Regions from separate parts of the Dromaius novaehollandiae genome. Here region 2 is linked to region 1. A link is a contact called in public Hi-C data. All regions are on one chromosome and are shown on one strand. Each heading gives the region's core, a stretch centred on a gene start, on an enhancer-like site or on the middle of the called end of the contact. The rest is flanking DNA. Distances are from core to core; before and after follow the strand shown. Region 1 overlaps PHACTR2 (phosphatase and actin regulator 2). Region 2 holds the start of LTV1 (LTV1 ribosome biogenesis factor).

The links. A called contact is a pair of places that touch in the nucleus more often than the background predicts.
Region 2: a Hi-C map of brain shows a contact between it and region 1, with 6 times the contacts expected there. The contact joins the promoter of LTV1 here to the enhancer-like site in region 1. A contact is called at or near these places in 3 of 4 Hi-C or Micro-C datasets (brain, liver and ovary).

What each region holds. Positions count from the first base shown.
Region 1 is chr3:67,290,988-67,295,227 of bDroNov1.hap1, forward strand. All of the region lies in intron 1 of PHACTR2 (phosphatase and actin regulator 2), which reads left to right. Among named protein-coding and RNA genes, the nearest start is that of PHACTR2, 13 kb to the left of the region's middle. Within about 2 kb of position 2,529, at least 2 of the 2 cell types and tissues checked have open chromatin away from gene starts, as enhancers often do.
Region 2 is chr3:67,433,277-67,437,516 of bDroNov1.hap1, forward strand. LTV1 (LTV1 ribosome biogenesis factor) reads left to right here and starts at 2,546. Exons shown (of 11, transcript XM_026121092.2): 1 at 2,546-2,927. The coding sequence starts at 2,925.

The DNA.
Region 1 (4,240 bases), core at 1,279-3,778:
TTGCAGACTCTGTGAGGAAAAAGATATTTGTTCCATTAGTTCTAGGCCAAGAAAGGAGAAGTGGTGCAACCATGGAAGGGGACATATGTAAAATGAGTTTCTTGGAAGTAAGACTTACTGGGCTGGGGGATAGTGTCCCAAGAGAAACGGGGAAAGCTACGCTGTTGGAGACACTTAAAAGCAGATTGGAAATGCACTAAAAAGTATGTGAAAGAAATAGTCTTGCAGCGGCAATGAGAGGGTCTTTTGCAGTTGTGTTTTTTTTTATTGTTTTATTGATTTAGATTTCTGTGTCCTGAGGCAGGTTTCTTTGCCACAGAAGGAAAAGGGCTGGACACGTGGTTCCTTTTCCCCCTCCAGTTTGTGCCAAGTTTGGCACTTTTGTTCTGATTTCAGTGTATTTGGGGTAGTGTTAGTGGATGATATGGATGTTTTGATCTCCCAGCAAATGCACTGCCTTTGAGGAAAAAGAGAAGACCCAGCGCATTTTGCACAGTGAGCAGTGCTTAAATGAGCCTGTAGCTCAGGCTATGACAACTAGCCAGTGCGATCCTGCCAAGCCATCACTGTTACTGTGACCCACTCAAATCTTCACATTCAGCTACCGTGCAGTCCTTTTCTTTTAAACACACAGGTGCACTGCCACTGAAGTCCGATGCAGTCTTGTGTTTTCATGACTTTCCGATATATTTGATTGTTTTGGTTTGACTCTTACGGTCGCAGTTTTCTTTTCTTTTCTTTTTTTCTTTTCTTTTTTTTTTTTTTTAATGGTTGCTGGGCATCTTTTCTTTGGTGTGGGAAAACTACTGAAAACATGATCCTGCCATAGCCAGGCATTCAGAACTCAGAAGACAAAGAGTCAGAGAAATCTATTGTTTTTTAAAGAAGTGATATGGTTTTTAGGTCAGCCTTGTGGTTCTGGAGGCCTCATTCATGATGTTTGTGTACTTGTGGCTGGCAACGCTGCTATAGATTTCAAAGGGCTTTGGCTCAGGCTGAAATACATTATTTCAGCTTTCATCCCAGGAAGGCCTCTTCAAAACCCTTTAAAAAGATGAAATGACTTGTAGTTCAATATCACAGTCCTTTGGGAGAGAAAACTCCCTTTGGGAACAGATTTTCTTTTTTTCTTTTTTTTTTTTTAAAATTTCCAGCCTCTTAACAATGTCCTGATTTAAGCAGATGGGAGAAGTATTAACATGTTTTGTGGCTGCCCATGCTTAATAATGATCAAAATAAGTGAGCCATCCTAAGTACTTAGAGATTGTTTTCCAAAGGAAATTGAGCAAAGAGCAAATGGAAAGTGTCTGTGGCCATTCCATTGAAGATATAGCATTGTGTAGTGACTTCTGTTTTTTTTTTTTTTTTTTTTTTCCTCTGTAAAAGCCACACACAGATGCACTTGATGGTGTGAAGGACTCCAGCCAGCCTAGCTTTGAGCAAGTTGATCTTCTCCTGGGGTGAGAATTTTGCTAGGATCCCTTATGCTTAGTTAAGGACAGGAAGAGGATGGGATTTCACAGGGTCATTCCCACCTCTTCTTCTTATGAGTGGGAGTGAGGAGCATGCTGGCTCTTCTGTGACATGAGATTTATCTCCTGCCATTCAGCTCACCCTTTTTATTATGGTATCAAAGGAGTAATTAAGGTGAGGGGAGATCCAGTGGAAAAAAGTACTGGCTCAGATAGCAAAGGAACACAGAGGGGATTTAAAATGTGAAAGAGTCCCAACAGGGACAGAAGCAATTACTTCTTTCTGCTGCTTTTGTTAGTTCCTTGATAATCCCACCAGTATGTCCACAAACAGAGCAAATGGTCTTTTTTATGTAGAACAGTCATTTGATTCTGCTCTGCCTCTTCCACTTTATCCCCAGCAAACTCTTGCGTTTCATTCTGCTCCATCAGTTCCTTCTCGGGGAAAATCTTTATTCTCCAGTTCCTTTGCACTGGAGTGCCCAACAAGCATGCAAAAAGTGCGAAGAGATAACTACTCTCCATCCAGCATCAATAACCTCAGGAAGGCTCCAGCCACCTGCCCGTGGTGGCCAGCAGAGCTGGCATGCTGAACCTTGACCAGCTGTAGCTATGCCCTCCCGTAAAGGTGGCAGAAGAATTGTCCCTGAGTTGAGATTTTCCAGCGGGGCCATGGGAGAGCCTAAGAACACCGAGTCTACCACAGAAGACTCAGTAGGACTGTACTTCAGAGCTAAGACTATCTTTATGTTTACTGCAAAATCTGGACTTTAACTTGTTGCCACAGCTAAAAAAGCTCTCTGTTACGCCAGCAATGCACATTGTACCAGATGCTCCTAATTTTCTCCTCAATTTTATGACTCATTTGATGCACTTCCTATTATCTATGACCTATCTGTGAGATATTTTAACCTCTCTAGTTGCAAAGTTGACTGCTAGGAAATTATGGTAGGAAAAAAATCTGTATGACAGATTTTGTATTTCAACAAGACTGCTGCTGTGTGAGGTTGATACACTAGATGGGGTGGTTGTTATGCTGATCGGCAAGCGCATTCCCTGTCTGGGTGTCAGATTTCTGACTGGACCGCTACACCTTCCCATGAAAGCAAGGATTTAAAATACAGTCTTGTTTCTATGAAGATGCAAGCCCTTTTGTAGCAGAATTAATTGATTACTCTGAGCCGTTATTGTTTTAGATGAAGTCATGGTAGAGTCATTTTTAGATTTGGTGTCTTTAAACACAAACTCAGCTGTCTTTAAGATCATAAAACTGGGATGGGACAGGATGGCATCTTTTCAAAATTCCTAAAGGCCATTTGTTTTTTAATCCATAAAATGTATATTTAGAGCAACATAAAAAGTAATTACCAGCCACTGTTCTTCACTCAGCCGAGGTAATGCTGCAAGCTTTGCATTCTCAGTTGTACTGGTGAAACTTCATCTGCTTGTGGTATTGATTCTGTTGTACTTTGGTTGAGGCTGGAGGTTTTTGTATTGATCCTTCAAAGAAACTGCTGAAGAGCAGGTGAGGTGCATCTATTGTCTCTGTTGTCTGGGAACAAATAGAAGCTATTATTCTTTGCAGGAAGCTTGTTGCACACCTGGACATTGATTCATTATGAGAGAAGTCTACTTTAATTAGAACGAGGTTTTCCAGTATTTATACAAAGTGCTTTGTCCCTGATCCACAGCAGGATCATAAATACAGACTTTCAGGCTGAGTTGTTCATTTATTATGTAGTCTTCTGAAAAAGAAACCATTAAAGAATAATTGGACTAAAAAGTTTGTATATGCTGAACTCTAGTAGTCTTTATCTAAAGCAAAACTCAATAGGATCTGTAAACTGTAGGCAGAAATACGTCTAGACCTCCATTGGCATTGTGCATTAAAGTAAGTATTGCTTATCTTGATATTTTCCTGGCCTACTGGAATTTTAAATATGATACATTTGCAAGTGCAGCTTTAGAATCCCATTCCTGGTTTAAAGAGTCTGAAAACAGGAACTCTTTTTCCCAGTCTGAAAATTCTGGCATTGTTGTGACTTTCCCCACAAGCTTAAAACGCAGCTGTCACTCATCATTTTCAATTTAAAAACAGCTGAACAAGAGGAAATACTTTTGTTTTCCCCTTTTCTCACTTTATTCTTGGAGGAGGAAGGCCTGGGGGCATTTCATTTCTAAAAGGAGTTTTGCTTTTAAAATATATTTCATGATAATCACCCCACTAATGTTAAGTAGATCACAGAAAATAAGTAAGTATCAAAGACAACATCAATAATGTTCATGTATGTTAGCACATGTGCAACAGGAAACTTTTGCTGTATGAAATAATACAAGTATAGGCATTATATATATGAGTGAAAGAAAACAACAGCAGTTTTCCTACACCATAACCTCATGCTGTATTTTATTTTTTTTCCAAATGAAATGTATAAAGAACTCTTCTACCAAAATATTTCCCAAATATTTATTCAGTATTCCCTGAAATGATTATGAAATATGACTCAATGGAAAATGACTGAAATAGTTTATAGAATGTAATCCACATATATTAAAGTTGTAATCTATCAGATTATATAATGTAGTCTTTGCCATGCATCACCTGCAAACAAAATCAGAAGACATGTAAATCAGATCACTCATCATTATCTGTAAGCCCTGGCCACCTTCTTCGTAGATGTGCAGATGAAAAAAGGAAAAAAGAAGGGGGGGGAAGAAAGGAACCCTTACAAAATCTCTTATTAGCCAGATTCCGGTAGAGGAAAACT
Region 2 (4,240 bases), core at 1,296-3,795, 140 kb after region 1:
GATTAGAAGTTTAAGTGGAGTCTCCATCTGAGACTCCTGCATGTACATTTCACATACATGTGATACTAAATTTTGAATTTCGAAAGATCAGATATCAGTTGGAAGCAGATGAATCACCCTTAGGAATCAACAAAGGAGATACATCAAACACCAGGATGATGTTTATTATTGCTAATCTCACAATTTAAAAACTAATATCTAGATATATTATTGTTGAGATATAAAATCAATCTTCTGAGATGAAGGAGTGTCTTGCTCTGGTCACAGTCATAGTAAAGCTTCTTTCTACTTAAACACATAGAATCAAAAAAGGAAAGACAGAGTGCAGATATGAGTTAAGACAGAAAACCTTGAGATGTAAAATACTGAAGAGGTAAATTTAATTTGTCCCAAATGAAACATGATTAGCAATGAAACTGAGAGCAAAAGCTAGTTCTTCCAACTTCCAAGCTGACCAATACTCCTAGACCAGATTTTAAACATAGGGAATGAGAGTATTGCTACTCTTGGGTAGGGGGTTGTCCATTTCTCACTATGAGGACTAATCCTCCTACTAAGTCCAAGGATGAGTGCTTTGCATGACACAGTGCTCTGTAGGGATAATAGAGTTAGTTCAGGGGCCTGGAAGCAATAAGGACTAATTTACTTTGTAACCCTGCAGAGAAATGATGAGCACTATGTTTTTAACAGTTTGACTATTCCACTCCCATTATCCAAGTTACCTAGTTAAAAGCTAGCTCAGCTCTGTCACTGGTTTTGCAGCATAGACATATTATAGGGAGGGAGTTAGTCCTGTTCAGTGCAATCCTGAAAAATCCATTCACAGCATGCAGCCAAAGGATTGCTAACTCTCCAGACTCTGTGAGGTGTGAATTAAAATTTCATGTGGCTGAAAGCCACTAGATAGCCACCATATATTTTTAAGAAGCAAGAGAAAAGGAGGCTCTGGGCTTTTCTCAGAAATAAGCAGGGATAATTTGAATCCCCCAGGTACAGAAGTCGTTGATGGAGCGGACCAGATTAGCTCATCTGTTAAAGAAGATTGAGCTGAAACTGTCTAGAGGTAGCTGCATAGCACAATTTATATAAAACTTGCTTAGCATGAGTAGCTAAATTTGTTGAAGCCTTAGGCCGCACTTAGATAAAATAATGAACTTTTACCTAGTTCAGTAAGAAAAGGGCCTGAGAGCTGGTTCAAGCTGGAATGATAAGGGAGTTGCAAGCAGTTTGCATTCCTGTGCTTCACACTCTGAAAGGGAGGATGTCAAGGCTTTGAAATAAGGCCTACTTGGGCGTCAGGACCCTGGGAAACAAAGCCTCCTCTCACGGCTGAAACAGTGTTGATTAGGGGGGGTCTGGACTATCTCAGGGTCTGGATTATATCCCCTTCGTCAGGACCTTGAGAGATAACACCTATTGTCACTGCTGGGGCAGTGCTAATTGCTGGAACAACACCTTTTTGTCAGGGCCTTGAGAGACAAGGGCGGGACCCCAGGAATCAAGACACATCTGTCAACAGAAACCGCAACAGTAAAGATACAACAGCCTACCTAGGGACAGTGATGAGACCCAGTAAGGAGCATGAGACCCCAGACCAAAATATTACTATTGGTCCAAACTACCGCGTGAGGGGTGGAGAGCTTAGATTGGAAGGTATGATTGCCCAGGGATTTCTTTGTTCGGGGTCCCTCTTCAGAGGCACCCAGCTCGAGCTGTAATTACTGCACGCGTGTCATTAAAATTTAATTATTTAATTTGCTTTGATTTGGCTCTGACTTTTCTGCGGGAACCTAGGGTCGGGCCCTGTTATGGTGGCCGACAAGCCTAATTTCCCTAGTATCATCCATTTCCTTAGGATTAATGTGGTGAACCCCATCTTAAAGCTTCAAGACTTCAGAAAACAATAGAAAAGCAAAAATCTATACTCCTTTAGAGCTTTAGTGACACCTACTGAAAAATACTGAAATTCACTGAAACATGATTCCAGCCCATTACTATTTTAAGGTATACATATATTTGCGTGCTTAGATATACACACATAATGTGTAGAACAGTTATTTTAAAAATAGTTATCTTTTAATTGTCAGTAACAATTCTTTCAATAGCTGTTTGTAAATTTTTTAATTGTCTATGTACAAATAGAAGAAATTCCTCCCTTTTTGTGGTTTACACTTTCTTTTGAAATGTAACAAAACAGTTTTACATAATCCTAAAATTCCAAGCATATTTTTTCATAGCAAGGAGTGAGTGTCTGTGTGTGTTTGTGAACGAGTGTGCACACAGACATGCTACATGGCATAAATATAGTTTATCTAGTAGGAGTGTAAGCACCACAAGAAATATGGGCCACGCCCCTAGCGGACATCCCGCGGCCGGCCGGCCCCGCCCCGCCCCGCCCCGCCCCGCCGCCTGCGAGCACGCGCCGGGCGGAGGCAGCAGGGGGCGGAGCCCTGGGCCCTAACACGCGCCATCCTGCCAGCTAGCCCCGCCCCTTCTCCCGCCCCTTCCGGTGCGCGGGGCCAGCAGTTGCGCACGCTCCTTGCCCTTTGGCCCTCCCGAAGCTTTTCGCCCTTGTGGCCTGCTGGCGGGCGGAACCATTCTCTACAAACTGGGGGGGGAGGGAAGAAAACACGGATGTGGAGGGTTAGGAAGATGTTCCTTCTGTGCACTCAGAGAGCCTCTTTTTCAATTTAAATTGCATCTAGCCTGCGAAAGCTCTTGTTGTAGTCATTGGGAACAAACAATCTGCCCGCTGCGGCAGCCTATCGACCTCCCTCCGTGGTCACTGGTTCCCTCCAGCATGGAGGCGGCAGCTCGGCCGTGGTGACGCCTCGGCGGTTCCGGGCCGACGTGAGGACGAGCGGAGGCCGCGAGCGGCCGTGTGGTAGCAGCCCTCACCCCCGCCGCCGGACCGCCCTCGCGTCATGGTGAGCTGCGGCCGTTGCCGGCGAGGGGCCGGGCCGGGGTCGCCGCCGAGGCCGCGCGCTTGTGCCGGTTGCTCGCCCGGCGGCGGCGCCGTTGCCCGCGCGGCCGCCCGTTGCCCCTGTACCGGGGAGACGGGCGGTCCCTGCCCGCGATGGGGGGGCGGAGGCGGGACCCTGGAGCCGGTTAACTGCCACCCACCCTTCCTTAGCGCACTTCCCCCCCTCCCCCCACCAATGGTTTTGGGTTGAAATCAGGCCGTTTCCTCAGTGGGCTTTGGAGGGGAGAAACACGCCTCACTTTCAGGGCTGGGCTGGGCGAGGTTGGGAGCCGCAGCCTGCCTCTCACAGGCGGCTTGTGCCGCCTGCCAAGGAATGGTTGAGGCTTGTACGAGGCTGGCACGTGCTCCTGGAGTGATTTCTGGGTTCGGTGTAAGCCAGTGTCAAGAGGCGGTGACCAGCTTTCCTGCTTGATGTCCTGCAGCGTTACTGTTTTATAAGCATGTCACTTGTATCACCAGTCAGCAGAAAGTTTGCTCGTAGGGGTGATGTGTTGTCTGCTTCCCAGAGCTTCTTACGTTTCATTTTATGATTATTCTAAGATTTTAAAGCACAGGGTATTTCTCTTTCCTTTTTTTCTTTTTTAACTAGAGATCCATTTTGATAGTTGATGTGCTCGGGACCTTAGCACTAAATAGCATGTAATGTCTTATACATTAAAAGAAAATAGGTTAGATCAGTACAATAGTTTACATGTTCCATATGTTTGCTATCAAAACATTTTAGTGGGTAAACAAAGTCATAAATTTTAATAAAAATGTTTCTTCCAGTCAGATGTGTTAACTTGTAACTTACATGGCTTTTACCTATGTAAGAAAAATTCAAACTTTTTGATCCAGAATGTGGATGTGTTTGTGTTGTTCAAGTTAAGTCTGCATAATAGTGCAGTTGATAATTGTAGGGTTTAATTAGGAATACTTGTGTGGGAACATCTGTCTAAACAATTTTCAAGGGGCTATGTTTGTTTAGATGAATTTCCATCTATCAGTTTCTTGTGTTTCTTCGATGAAGTTTGTTTCAGATATGCCCCAATATTTAGAAAGCAGTTGCTTTAAAAAGCCCTTTGAAGGATTGTATGCTAAGATGTGTATGCCATAATAAAGTATTTATTTCATATTGATGTGTTACCATTTTGCAGCTGAATACAGCTGCATATGCTACTGGAACACATTAAGTGACTGTTATGTGTGTGGGGAGAAGAGCTGAGTGAAATATAACTAGTCTCTTGCTTTGTCTCTAAGTATACGTTTTAAGACTTT